Linked DNA regions of Zea mays: all the other regions are linked to region 2. A link is a contact called in public Hi-C data. All regions are on one chromosome and are shown on one strand. The core of a region is the stretch at or near the end of the contact, and the rest is flanking DNA. Distances in the headings are between cores, read along the strand shown. Region 1 holds the start of LOC100275097. Region 2 holds the start of LOC103651348 (glutamate synthase 1 [NADH], chloroplastic). Region 3 holds the start of LOC118476764.

The links. A called contact is a pair of places that touch in the nucleus more often than the background predicts.
Region 1: a Hi-C map of leaf shows a contact between it and region 2, with 4 times the contacts expected there. The contact joins the promoter of LOC100275097 here to the promoter of LOC103651348 in region 2. A contact is called at or near these places in 3 of 25 Hi-C or Micro-C datasets (ear and leaf).
Region 3: a Hi-C map of ear shows a contact between it and region 2, with 1.8 times the contacts expected there. The contact joins the promoter of LOC118476764 here to the promoter of LOC103651348 in region 2.

What each region holds. Positions count from the first base shown.
Region 1 is chr3:213,632,925-213,637,125 of Zm-B73-REFERENCE-NAM-5.0, reverse strand. LOC100275097 reads right to left here and starts at 1,881. Exons shown (of 7, transcript NM_001326529.1): 1 at 1,718-1,881; 2 at 661-807; 3 at 478-569. The coding sequence starts at 752. LOC103651345 (D-glycerate 3-kinase, chloroplastic-like) reads left to right here and starts at 3,325. Exons shown (of 12, transcript NM_001326531.1): 1 at 3,325-3,585; 2 at 3,664-4,007. The coding sequence starts at 3,579.
Region 2 is chr3:213,903,404-213,907,752 of Zm-B73-REFERENCE-NAM-5.0, reverse strand. LOC103651348 (glutamate synthase 1 [NADH], chloroplastic) reads right to left here and starts at 1,288. Exons shown (of 23, transcript XM_008676969.3): 1 at 655-1,288; 2 at 1-90. The coding sequence starts at 67.
Region 3 is chr3:214,197,369-214,201,424 of Zm-B73-REFERENCE-NAM-5.0, reverse strand. It overlaps LOC118476764, which reads left to right and starts at 2,089. Exons shown (of 2, transcript XM_035966432.1): 1 at 2,089-4,056. LOC100286233 (transcription initiation factor TFIID subunit 11) reads left to right here. Exons shown (of 4, transcript NM_001159121.1): 3 at 618-717; 4 at 1,008-1,444. The coding sequence ends at 1,135.

The DNA of each region.
Region 1 (4,201 bases), core at 632-3,131, 270 kb after region 2:
AACCATTTAATTTTGGAAGGTATTCCTTGGCACATGATAAATATCCAATGAGGCCCAAAGCTAAACTGAACACCCAAAGATCAGGATAATTAGCAATATTAATATGTTGCTTTATCAGAGGACTTATATTCAATAAAAGCATGCTGAGAACACTACAATACACTTTATTATAAAATATCTACAGTATGAAGTCTGAAAATGAAGGGCAATCATGGTGCAGTGGTGAGAGCTGTCTCACTGAGTCACCAGGTCGTGGGTTCGAAGCAGCCTCTCCGCATTTGCGGGGAGAAGGCTTGCATCGGTTTATCCCTTTCCTAGACCCCACTCATGTGGGAGCCTCCGGCACAAAGTCTGCCCCTTTATGCAGTCCGAGGAACTGAGTGTACAGCCACCAGACAGGTACACCCATCAAGAACAACAACATGTATGCATCAATAGAGTAGCAGTAAACAAAAAATAGAGAGGAGGGTAAAATACCAGGTATAAGAGCATTCTCCGAGAGGTATGTGTTTTTTGCAAGTGAAGGAAGGAGTAGTAGCGCGATAATGCCTGCATAGCAGCATATAACACTGACCCAAAATGGTGAATAGTGAGTTGGGGGAACAAAAAAGGACAAAAAGGAAGGATTTAGACTGCAAAATGAAGGAGAGGATGGTGAACCTGAACAGAATGTGGTGAGATGCAAGGAATACACCAAGGCGCACAATGAGCCGCGATTTTGGCTGTGTCTCTTGCTTGGCTAACGACTTCATGACTGTAATATAGTTGTTCAGGAATTGCTTGAAATGAAATCAACTATTCATTTGACTGCAAAATGAAATGAAAATAAACACATCCACAGCGTTAAAAAAGTTTGAGGTTGATTAAAATGTTATCAAGCATTTTGGTTTCTGGTTTAGAACGTTTGCATCCATTTTAATTCTTAAATGCATTGACTTATCTTTAATCGAAGGCATCCATGAACAAAAGATGAATTCATGGTCAATGATCTTGAGGTGTCACTAATGAATCATTTTTTATCAAAACAATATAAACAATAGCTAATCATTCGGCTTGGATGCAAGAAGAATGCATGTGCACAATCATACTAACCCTCTATCACTAATTTAACTTGATAGTCTTCATCCAGGAATACATACAGCTAGGTGAAGGTCCAAAACAGCCAGACAGGTGCCATCTTGCACCAATCCACAAAAGGTTTGGAATAGAAACCAGGACCGGTGCTCCACTACAGGGAAAAACATAAGTGCAAGAAACTAGAATGGTTGGAATATCAATCACAGTAAGTTAGAGAGCTAGAATTCCCCCCTCCTTTTTAGATGGAACAGGTTTGATATTTTTTTCACTGAAAGCGCGCTATTCAGCAGAACTAGCATGTTTTAAGAAAGATCTAAAACTGAATGGTGGATAGAATGCCCTAAGCCATCTACAACAAATAATAGATGGACAACGGGATCGAACATTCACCATTTAACAAACAAAACAGTTTAGCTGAATCGAATTAATTAGCTCAAACACTAGCTACAGGCCTACAGACTAGTCGACCGTCACAAGGGTAGACCCAATAAAGGACATGGGTGTACATGCACACCCGATAGAAATTAGTAGGCATAATACATTTATACAGATCAGATCCAAATACAGATAGCCAAATAGCTTAATTAGGGTTCGGATGCTTAGTTTTGCACATCAGGAAGGGAAGAGGGGGCGGCCGTACCTGGTGTGGTGGGTGCTTGTCGCCGGCGGCACGTACGCCAAGATGCTTCCTGCCTGGGACCTCGGCACGGTAGTTGGGCGTCGGGCCCAGCAGCAGCGGAGGCGACGCGCTGGACCAGAAGCTGGGCACGCCGACGAGGCGACGAGCTAGAGGGCGGTGGTCACTGTGACATCCGGTCTATGTTGCTGTATCGGAGATAGAAGAGGAAGCTGGCACTTATGAAGAACAGTAGAAGGGTATGGGCCGTAGCTGGGCTAGATTGATTGTTACTGTAGAATTGTGGCGTGGGCTGGCCAGCCGTGTATAAGGTCTGTAAGCACCGTATGTCGGGTAGGCAAAAACATAATAGAAACAGAGCAATGCTCGTTGGCCCAAGCAGCTCACTCGTTTGATGGCAAACCAGCGAAACCTATCTTTAATAATGACATAATTCCAAATTTCTCGTCATTTTTATTGTGAGAGCAGAGCTCTAATGCATTTGATCTTATTATGTCAAAGAAGCAACAAAGTGACATGTCACATATAGAGATCTGATTTTATTCACCATAATTTCATACATGTATTAAATGGTTTACGGACATTCGAATATACCAAGTTAATTCTTTTAGTATTCGTGGCAAAACTTTTAAGACTAGTTTAGAAATTTAAATGCGCTCCAAAATTTTTGGAAAAAAATAGCTCGTTTTTCTCAATTACCGGAATTTTTAAAGGGGTTAGGTTTTCAAACTAATGTGCTTATGCGTGTACACAAAACACCGCAACTTCTAGCCTAGGGCTGGACGAAGGGATTGTTTGGTTCAACGCCTCCACGCATCTCCTCGCCAGGCATTCGCATTCAACCCGAGGTGTTTAGAATCGAACACCTGGCGTTGCTGCCACCGTTTTGCAAAACAAGCCCGAATGTTCGTGGCTTGTTGGCTCGCTTTATTTGTAGTTAGCTCGACTCAAATCGACTCGCTCGAATCTTTTTCACGAACAGAGCCGACATTCTAGCTTAGTTAGCTCATTAGTTAAACGAGCTATCACATTTCAGCAAAACAGAACTATATATATATTATTTACGTAACAATTGATGAATATATTATATGTATGTGTTGTGTCTATGTCTATGAGTTAAACTAATAATTGATGAACTGTCTTTATGTTAAATTGGTCTATATGAATATAATTGTTGGTTAAACTGATGAACATATGTGTGAATTGTGAATTGATGAGTGATAATGTATGTTGATTTAGTGTTACATTGATGTGATATATAAAATTATGAGTATAATTATTATTTTTCTATTTTTAAATTAATTAGAACTTAATTATTATATACATATTGTTTTTTTATTTATCTCATAAGTTAAACGAGTCAAATCGATCTGACACTATGCCTCGTTAACTTAACGAGTCAGCTCGAACTCGAATAAGTTGAGTCGAGCCAAGCCTCGATATACAACCCGTTCTAACCTCAGTAATCGCCACGCACACGTACTGCTCATGTTGCATGTACACAAACTTAGCAAGAGCGACGTCTCTAACTTCTCTTCTAGATGCGTGATTCTTATGTCCTTTTCTTTTTCTTTCGACGATAAGCGTGCTTGAGCGGCAGAGACTAGTTTATTTTTTCTATCTCTCTCCCTTTTGATATTTTTCCAGCTGTCCACCACCTCCCTCGCTCGAGTACATTTTGTTACTATTATTTGATTATTTCTGCCCTTGGTATACAATGTTCGATGATGCGCTATAAACAAAAAAATATCCCGCACCCACTCTGTCGCTAAACTAATATACTGGAGAACCGATCTTCTGTTAGCCGCTCCTACTAATATACTGGTTAGCCGATCGATTGTTCAGGTCCTCGGATCTTGACTGTATGGATGGTAATCTTCTCGTTGTCGACAATTAGAGAAGAAACTTGCTGTCGATTGTCTAATTTCTTGTCTCATCGTGCCGGCCAGCGTTCTTGTCATGCCTGGACGACGGCCCGACGGCTTCGCCGCCGCGCGCCGCCCCGCCGCCATCCCCGGCGCTTAGCGCGCGGGACCTCTACAGCTTCATATGCAGCGGTCCACTGGTGGACAGGATCGGCTATACCAAAGAGAAGGTCGCCGACTCCATCGGCCGGTGGCTTCGCTGCGGGGTTGACGTGGCGCGCCTCCTCCGCCTCGACGAGCTCCAGCTGTCGGAGGCCGAGAAGGCCCGGGTTTACCAGTTCTACATCCCCGTCTTCCTCTGGTGCGAGGACCAGGTCATAGAGCACAGAGCCAAGTACAGCGAGGGCGACGACATCCCGCCATTGGTGGTATGCACTCGCATCAACATTGCCCTTTTTGCAGTTACTACTTGCATATAGATGCTCATGTTCATGTCGAATCGAAGTTTAGAACTAAGGCAATCGACCCTATCGTCATCTCACAAATAAACTGGTGTTGCTGGCATTTATTCGTTCTCGAGTGAGGCGAGGATACGATCCAAAGCTCTTATGCCATGTTCCAC
Region 2 (4,349 bases), core at 39-2,538:
CGCGTCGGGCCCAACGACCTGCGCCCAGCGGCGCCGACCTCAACGCTGTCCCTTGCGCCGTCGACATGGCTGAACAGCAAGCCTCGCAACCTGTCATGCAACAGTCAAACAACGACGAACATCAGATGGTGTTCGCTTAGCTGTTCATCGATCTACAACACCACGCGGGGGAAAAGGGAACCAGAAATGCGTGAAAAAACATATTTAAAAAGCACCCGAAAAAACAAGCAGAAAGCTCAAGGCTGTCCCCTTCGGGCTTCGGCCCTTCCCTACGCCCACATGTCAACACCATAGGCATCCAGAAAAGAGCGTGCGACCCACTCCGCAGCGTAACAGAGCACTCCCGAAAAGAATTACGAAGAAAACGCCTCAGCGGCGGAAACACACGCAGGGATGAACAGATCTACCAACCCCACGCACGGCGGTGCGGATTCCTCCGCCGCCGCCGCGACACAGCAGATTCACGAAGCAGCGCACGGACGGACGCAGAATCAAACATCAACGGATCGAAATAAATAAAAGCAACGAGACGGCCGCGTATGCCACCAACCACGCACGCACGCTACAGCCGAACCAAACCGCCAAGTTGCCAAATCCCGTCGGCTTTTTTTAGCGTCTCGCGGGTCACGGCAAGAGGGTGCAGCGAGCGGATACCTCTCTCTCCGTCTAGCCGCACGGAACCGGTGGCTGCGGGCTCACGACCGCGTTGTGGCTCCGCCCTTTTCTCCGCCGCTACCTTCGCGACTCACGCCCGGGGATCGGTGTCTTAGATTTTGGCTGCTCACTTCCCCACGCTTATCCCCGGCGGCGGCTCGGCGAGGAGGGGATCGGTGTTGTGGGTTGGTGGGAGCGGAGTGCCGCCTCTGTCGCGGCCTCGCGGGATGCCCTGCCTGCCGAGCGTCGCTCGCCTTCCTTGACCTCTCCCCCGGATTGTACAGGGCGTTGGGGAGCATTCGGCGCCTCTGCATTTATAGAGGGGAGGAGCGAGGGAGGGTGGCGGTGAGCTCGCCCTCACCGCGCCTAGCTGCCAACCCCGCTCTCCTCGTCTCGCGTGGCGTCCCCACGCACGCATACGGCCCCACTGATTATATTTTCGCCCCCAATCTTCTCACAAATTTTGTTTCCCTTTTTTTGGTTTTCTCTGTTTATTTGGTTATTTTAAGAGTTTTGTTGTTGTTAGGTGAGGCTATCTCAGCCATATTTCGTATGGGTCCCTACAAGAAACAGGATTCCGTTGTACCCCTTGCCTGTATGGTGCTTTTTTGGTGTACAAAAATGGAAACGTGTTAGCAAATCATACTAAATAGATAGCATTTGTCTGAATATCTTTCCGGCGGAACACATTTACTGTGACATATTCTGCATACGATTTTAATAATTAATTTAGTGAATGGTGTTCTTGCTTAGCGATTTATTTGCCGGTCAATATTATATATCCAACTAATTCTTTGTCTATCAACTAGTTGCAAGAACTCGTACAAATGAACCATACTTGAAATAACTACTTCGTGTCAATGAAATCTCAGTGTCAATGTGTAAGGTGATGTGTATGCATCCATGCAAATAGTTAGATATTTTTTAGTTTGAGTAAAGTTCAAGGTCTCTTCATTTCGCAACTTTCCCCCTCTATACCCTATATACATTATGTACACTATTGAAGTTTCCTCACTTGTGGTCCCTTTTGATTTGGCAAAACATGTCGCCTCTCTCACAATGAACACGAGAACCAAAAAAGAAGAGGCATCCTAGAAAAAGGTTAGAGGAAGAGCAATAAGAGGATCCCAAACTTATCACCTCTTAGTTGGCACTATTGAGGAAAGGAGGATACAACATCGCATTCTATCTTATTGCACAAATCACGCGTGAGTGTGACGTGGACGGCATGTATCCTCTAGTGATACGCATCTTATGCGTGAAGGGAAGGCGATGACACGACAAAAATCCCCGCTTACACGAGGTGAGCAATTGCACCGCCGCCTAATTCATAGGTTAATTCCCTTTTTTCTTCTCATTGCACTAATTCCTACTTAAGCTCATCTTTTGCATTGGCATAGATAACTGAGAGGTACATCTATATTTTTTTGAAATATTTCACGCATTTTTTTATATTTGCAAACATGAGACAGACCATCGGAGAAGCAAATAGTATAGGAACATTAGATATGTTCTTGCATTCTTGTGATGTGTTTCACTTGAACAAACTGATAAACAATTAAAAAAATTTATTTACACGCACGGGACATTTTTAAAACCTGTTTCAAGAAGTGGGGTTTGTTATGTGAAACCAATACACTTCTACACAAAAAAACAAGGGACATGAAGATCGATCTTTATTCAAGTATATAAATCACTAGGGTTAATAAAAAAAACTACCATGCAATCTTTCGGATTAGACAAATAATATAAGAAACTATGGACACTAGAAGCCAAAATTGACGAACGTCGGAAACAAAGGGAGTATAGTAGAGGGAGGGAGTACGGGAGGTGAAATGCCTTCGAAAGAATCTTTTTGGCCTGAAATATAAAATCAGGAGACGGTTACAATTTTGCACTCTTCCGTCTGCATTTAGCGGCAGTGCGGGCCCACGGCCAGATCAGACACGACGGGGACTCGTGCTGTCCACAGTCGCTGCCTAGCATACTGTTGTTAGCAAAAACAGCAGCCGCCCGATGTATGTGGGGCCCAGGATCCGACGGCTGCGGTCCGGCCGTCGCGCCGCCGTCGATGCGGAGAGCCACAGCCGCTTTGGAGATCACCACGCCCCTTGTTTGCCGCCCTTATCTTGTGTGCTTATTTTATTTTATTTATTTATTTAACACTATCTGTACAGTGCATGGATTTTGATTAATTAAACGCCCGAATTCGAAACCGCTTGTTTTTATCCGACGCTAGTGGCCTACTCCGTCACTGCCCCAAGCTCAGAGCCAGAGGGGCAGGCCTAGGAAGCCGCGCACGCACCCGGATTCAAAAAGCGGGCAGGGGGCCTCCGCGGGCCCCACGTGTCTGGGGAAGGTAGGTGCTTTCTGGGGGAGAGTTTCTTCTACACGTGGTCTTCCTCGCGATGGCCGAGCCCTGTAGATTCCAGATACCTGACCAAAAATGCTAAGCGCCCACATGGGAGCTCCAAAGCCCCAAAATTGCGCGGTTGTCCAGCTGAGCAAGCCTCTAATTGTACTATTGCATCATGATAGTCACATTTAGCATGGTACGTAATTAACTCATCCTGAATAATGCTCAAGTACTTTTGTTTAGTTCTGGTTGAAGTTGCAAGTCGATTTATCTGTTATATTTTTTTGAACATTATAAATTTTCCAGTGTTAAGCGTCCTGGTTTTTTCTAAAAAAAACTCAGAAATTTACCCAACCACAATGCATTCAAGTTCTGTAATTCAAAAAAAATTGGAAAAGGATTGTGAGTTATCCTCTCTGATTCTAAATGTGGATAGTTAGGATTCTACCTAGGCAAGACTTTTAACTTAAACCCTCAACATATAAAAGCTATATAGATATATACAACATAAGGTGGATGGTACCATTGTAGTGGAAACTAAGAGCAACTCCAATAGTTATGTACATTTTAGCTTTCTAAATCACAGATTTAAGAAGTTGCTAAATAACTTTTGGAGTAAAAAAATGTGAGTTCTCCAATAGTTCTCTAAATATAGGTTGTAATTTTGTTTTGTATTTATCCACATAAAAAAAGTCACAAAAACTATATAATACAGTCAACATTTTTGTTTAGGGAGTTGTTAAATGGTTGCCAAATGTAGAGAGAAAATGAGGTTAGATGATAAGTTGTTAAATTTAGAAAGTTTATTTAGAGAACTGTTGGAGAATAGTTTTCATGTTAACTACCTAAATTATTGATTTAGCAAATCTTTTAGAGAACTACTGGAGTTGCTCTAACTATTATACTATATTTCGAATTATATGTCCTTTTGGTTTTTACAGTGCATCTTAGATATATTATATCAAAATATATGGTAAAAGTATGTTCTAGAGAATCATGACTTGTAATTTAAAATTGACTAGTTAGTTGCCCGCTACGGTTTCTGTATATGATCTGCAGTTTGTTTGTACAGCACAAACCAACATGATCTGCAGTGGTTAGAGGCGGATGCTCTCTTTCTAAAGACTACAGTTCGAATCAAATCCACTATTCAAAAGGGTGCATTTTACCATTAATTCCACGTCAAAACTGAAATATTGGAGCTCTACCATAAACGTTCTAAGTTTAGAATAAAAAAAAAGTAGTAGTCAAGTAGGGTACTCAAAGTTGGCTGCTTTTTCGTGGTTATTAGGTTTGCATCGTATTCTTACTAAAAGAAAATAATGTCGAATCTCATATC
Region 3 (4,056 bases), core at 840-3,339, 290 kb before region 2:
GTACCCACCTACACCTCCATCCTTACACATAACACTTGTAGGTGTGAGACGGTAAGGACCTGAGATGCAAGTGGATATTTGAACTTTGAAATCCCCTGACTTGTAGGCGAGTCTTTTCTATTTTCTCTAAATTAAATGATCTAAACTCATGCGTTATTTATATTTGTCCCATTATTTCTCAATGGTTGAATTTGTAAATAAATATATGCATATAGAGCAGATATTTTTACCTTGAATGCATGACTAGTGATAGTATCTTAAGTCAAATAAGTGCTAGCTGCTAAAGCAAATATTTGTTTTTTGTTCCAATTCATGGAAAATTACTCGGCTCTCGATGCCTTATATGAAACATACTAAGATAGCCATGCATGTTATATGTATTTATTTCATTTCCTATAGAAGTGCTTGGATAACAACAATTTGGTCGGGAGTTTTTTTTTTTTTTTTTGCTTCATTCATCATGCTGCAGGCTTGAAATTTGTATGCCCGTACCGATTTGAATAGAGGGTGTGCCGATAACAAATTTGAATCCTTTAATCATGTAATTGCTATCCAGTAACTCAGATCAGTCTTCGGCCAGATTTTGTAGTGTTAATCTGTATTGTGTTTGCTTACAGCTATTGGCAAGCATCACTGGAAGTCAAAAGATTTCTATCCCTACATCAATTGTGGTATCAGGAATAGCAAAAATATTTGTTGGTGAGCTAATTGAAACAGGCAAGTTCAGAATAGTCACGTTTACTTTTTTTTCCTATGGAATCCGATTTTCTACAGCGTTGCTGAAATGTATATTTTGTACGTTGTCTAAGGATGATAACCAACATCCAACTGTAAGCTCACCTAGTATGATCTTGTTTTTTTAGTCTGGCTTCTGTTTCTGTGGTCCATTTTCTTCTTTCCACCTCGCTACGATCCAAGGAACTTGCTAGCAGAATTTGTAGGTTCCAACAGAAGGGATGGCTTTCTTGGTTGTTGCTTTCTCTTGACAATTTCACTGTGTATTGCAGCAAGAGTAGTCATGAGTGAGAGGAAGGATTCAGGACCCATCAGGCCTTGTCACATCAGGGAGGCATACAGAAGATTGAAGCTTGAAGGGAAGATCCCACGGCGCTCTGTTCCTAGGCTCTTCCGCTAGAACTGACACACATCAGGCAGGAGTCGGGACAGATGTGGGACAATCGTTTTCCACGTAACTGCGGACCTCGTCATACGTACCATGGGAATTGAAAACCTGTGTACTGTAAAGTTAGCCCCCCGTTTTGACTTCATACTAGCCGCTGATGCGCTGAATAACAGGTGGTGGCTCCTGTCACGAGCTAGATGTCTTGAAATGGGTTTGGGGAATGATTTAGCAAGAACAAGGTTAGGATTACAGGGTCGGGCATGCGGCTGGGACCTGCGAGACGAGGATCTATTCGAAATGCAGTTTGTTAGAATTTACTTACTTGCTTAAGGCTGTTTTCGGTGAATCTGTTTGACACTGTTTGAAGGATGAGTTTGAAATAGGGATAAGGTACACAGCGCAGTGCCGCCCAAGGTTTGAGAAACCGGTCGGCAAACCAGATAAACCGGCCGGCTTTCCGGTTATCGGGCCCAGCCGGTTTTGTAGTTTGAATTTGTGAAATTTTATAAAATTTGAAATATTTTGACGAAAATTTTCTTATAAATACTATGGATTATTCTAAGACTTTCCACTGAAACCAAATTTAAAAATACACTACCGAATTCAAACTAAAAATCAAAAAAGTAAAAAAAATAAAAAAAAAACACCTCCTAAATGGGCTGGCCCATTATGGCTATACTTAACCCTAACGCCGCGCAACCAGCTCCACAGAGCTCCCCATCCGCTTCTACGCCTCGTCCGGTCGAAACCGTCGTCCGTCCGCCGCCAGAGCACGACGAGCCGGCCATAAGAACCGGCTAGCCGACCGGTTGGAGCGGAAAGCCGCCGGTAAGTCCCTCTTCCTCGACAGTCCGTAAACCAGCGGTTTGAGGCGATTTATCGGCCGGTTTGAGCGGCTAATCGGCCGGCTAGCTCCGGCTTATCGGGCGCATCGGCTAGGGCGCGCCGCGCGGCTTACCGGCCGGTTAGGCCGGTTTATCGGTGATATGAGCCGATTAATCGGCCAGATGGGTCGATTAGCCGAGCTGCCGAGTAGGGGTAGGGTTAGGTTAATTTTTCCCCTTTTGGCTTCAAATCATTTGAAATTAGCACCGCTACTTGTAAAAATAGATGTAGGCTAATAATTGTAGGCTAATAATAGTTGTTGTTGCTATTTTCAGGGATGTCGGAGCGGCAAGATCCGGTTTGGGTACACGGGGACAACATATATCCCGGATTCAAGTGCAAGTATTGCAAGAAACAGTGGAAGGGTGGTGGTGCTACACGTTTCAAGCAACACCTTGCATCGTGTGGGGGGAATGTGCAAGGTTGTCGCACCGTTCCACCGGACACTGCCGATTACTTTCGGCGTGAGCTAGACAAGGTCCATGATAAAAGAAAAGCAAGAGTAGCGGAAGAGGCACGAAAGTTGCAAGCGGCGGGTTCGCATCGTGTTTCCGATGATGATGATGATGCGGAGTTACAGGCCGCAATGCGTGCGTCGAGAGAGGAGGAGCTTAGGATGCGTGCTCGCGCGAGCGGTGGCACGTATGAGACGGGTGGTGGCTCGTACCAAGGTGGTCTCCGTGCCGCGTTTGGGAGAATAGGTTCTAGGAAGGAGAAGCCACATATGGTGCAGACAAGGATTGATACGGGTCCGTTCTCTAAGGCGGGAAAGAATGCGGTCCATTTTGTTGGTCAGCAGTGGGCTAAGTGGTTCCATGCGGAGGCGATTCCAGGGCATAAAGCAAACAGTCCATATTTCATCAATGCATTTAGAGAGACGCAAAAACATGGTGAGTGTGGATCCAAAGTTTATCATTGTCAATCAATGTCGTACATTTCTCTCATTCATGTTGTACCTGACATGTAGGTGAAGGGGTCAGATATCCGAAAGGATATTTGATTGACAATCGGTAGTTAGATGAGAATGAGAAGGATTTGCAGGATGATTTCACAAAGTTCAAGGAGGACTGGCCAACATATGGACTTACCATCATGTGCGACTCACGGACAGGACCGACCCAAATGTCAGTGATTAATTTCATGTTATTTTGTAATGGTGTTATGTTCTTCCATAAATCAGTGGATGCAACGGGTAAATCCCAGGATGCGAATTACCTATATAAGGTAATTTCATTATCATTTTATGGTTGGTTGAATGCTATTCTATGCGCCTCTTATTGTTGTAATTTGGACGATGCTTGTAGGAAATCATGGACGTGGTCACCGAAATTGGTCCAGAGCATGTGGTCCAGATTATCACTGATAATGGTGCGAACCACAAAAAGGCATGACGTATGGTAGTCGCGAAGCACCCTACTATTGTGTGGCAGCCATGTGTCGCTCATACCATAAATTTGATGTTAAAGGAGATTAGAAATTTTCCTGAGCATGATGTTGTGATTCAAAGTGCTAGACGGGTATCACGGTTTCTTTACAACCATAACAAGCTACATTCCATGATCAAGGAGGCAATTGGTGGGGAGTTGGTTCAATGGAATGCCACTAGGTTTGGAACAAATTATGTTTTCTTAGAGAGCTTTCTTCGTCGGAAGGACAAGTTCATGGTGTGGATGGGTTCTCAGGGATTCCTACAAAGCAAGTTTAGTAGTATGCCAGAAGGGAGGTACACTCATCAAACCCTTACGAGCCTGTCATGGTGGGATGAATTGAAGTATGTGGTTGATGCGACTGAGCCATTATTTGGTTTTCTTTGCTTCGCTGATGAGGACAGGAAGGGAACGCTTAGTGAGGTGCTCCTACAATATACCTTAGTGAAATCTCAGTATGAAAGTTTGTTCCAAGGTCGTCCGAGCGAGTACAAAAAGTATATAAAGGTGATAAAAAAAGAATGGCGGATCTTACAAATCAGACCTACGTCAATGGTGGTAAGTACTATAGTTAGCACAGTTTCTTTAAATGTTACTATTATGAATCGGTACTAACTAGAT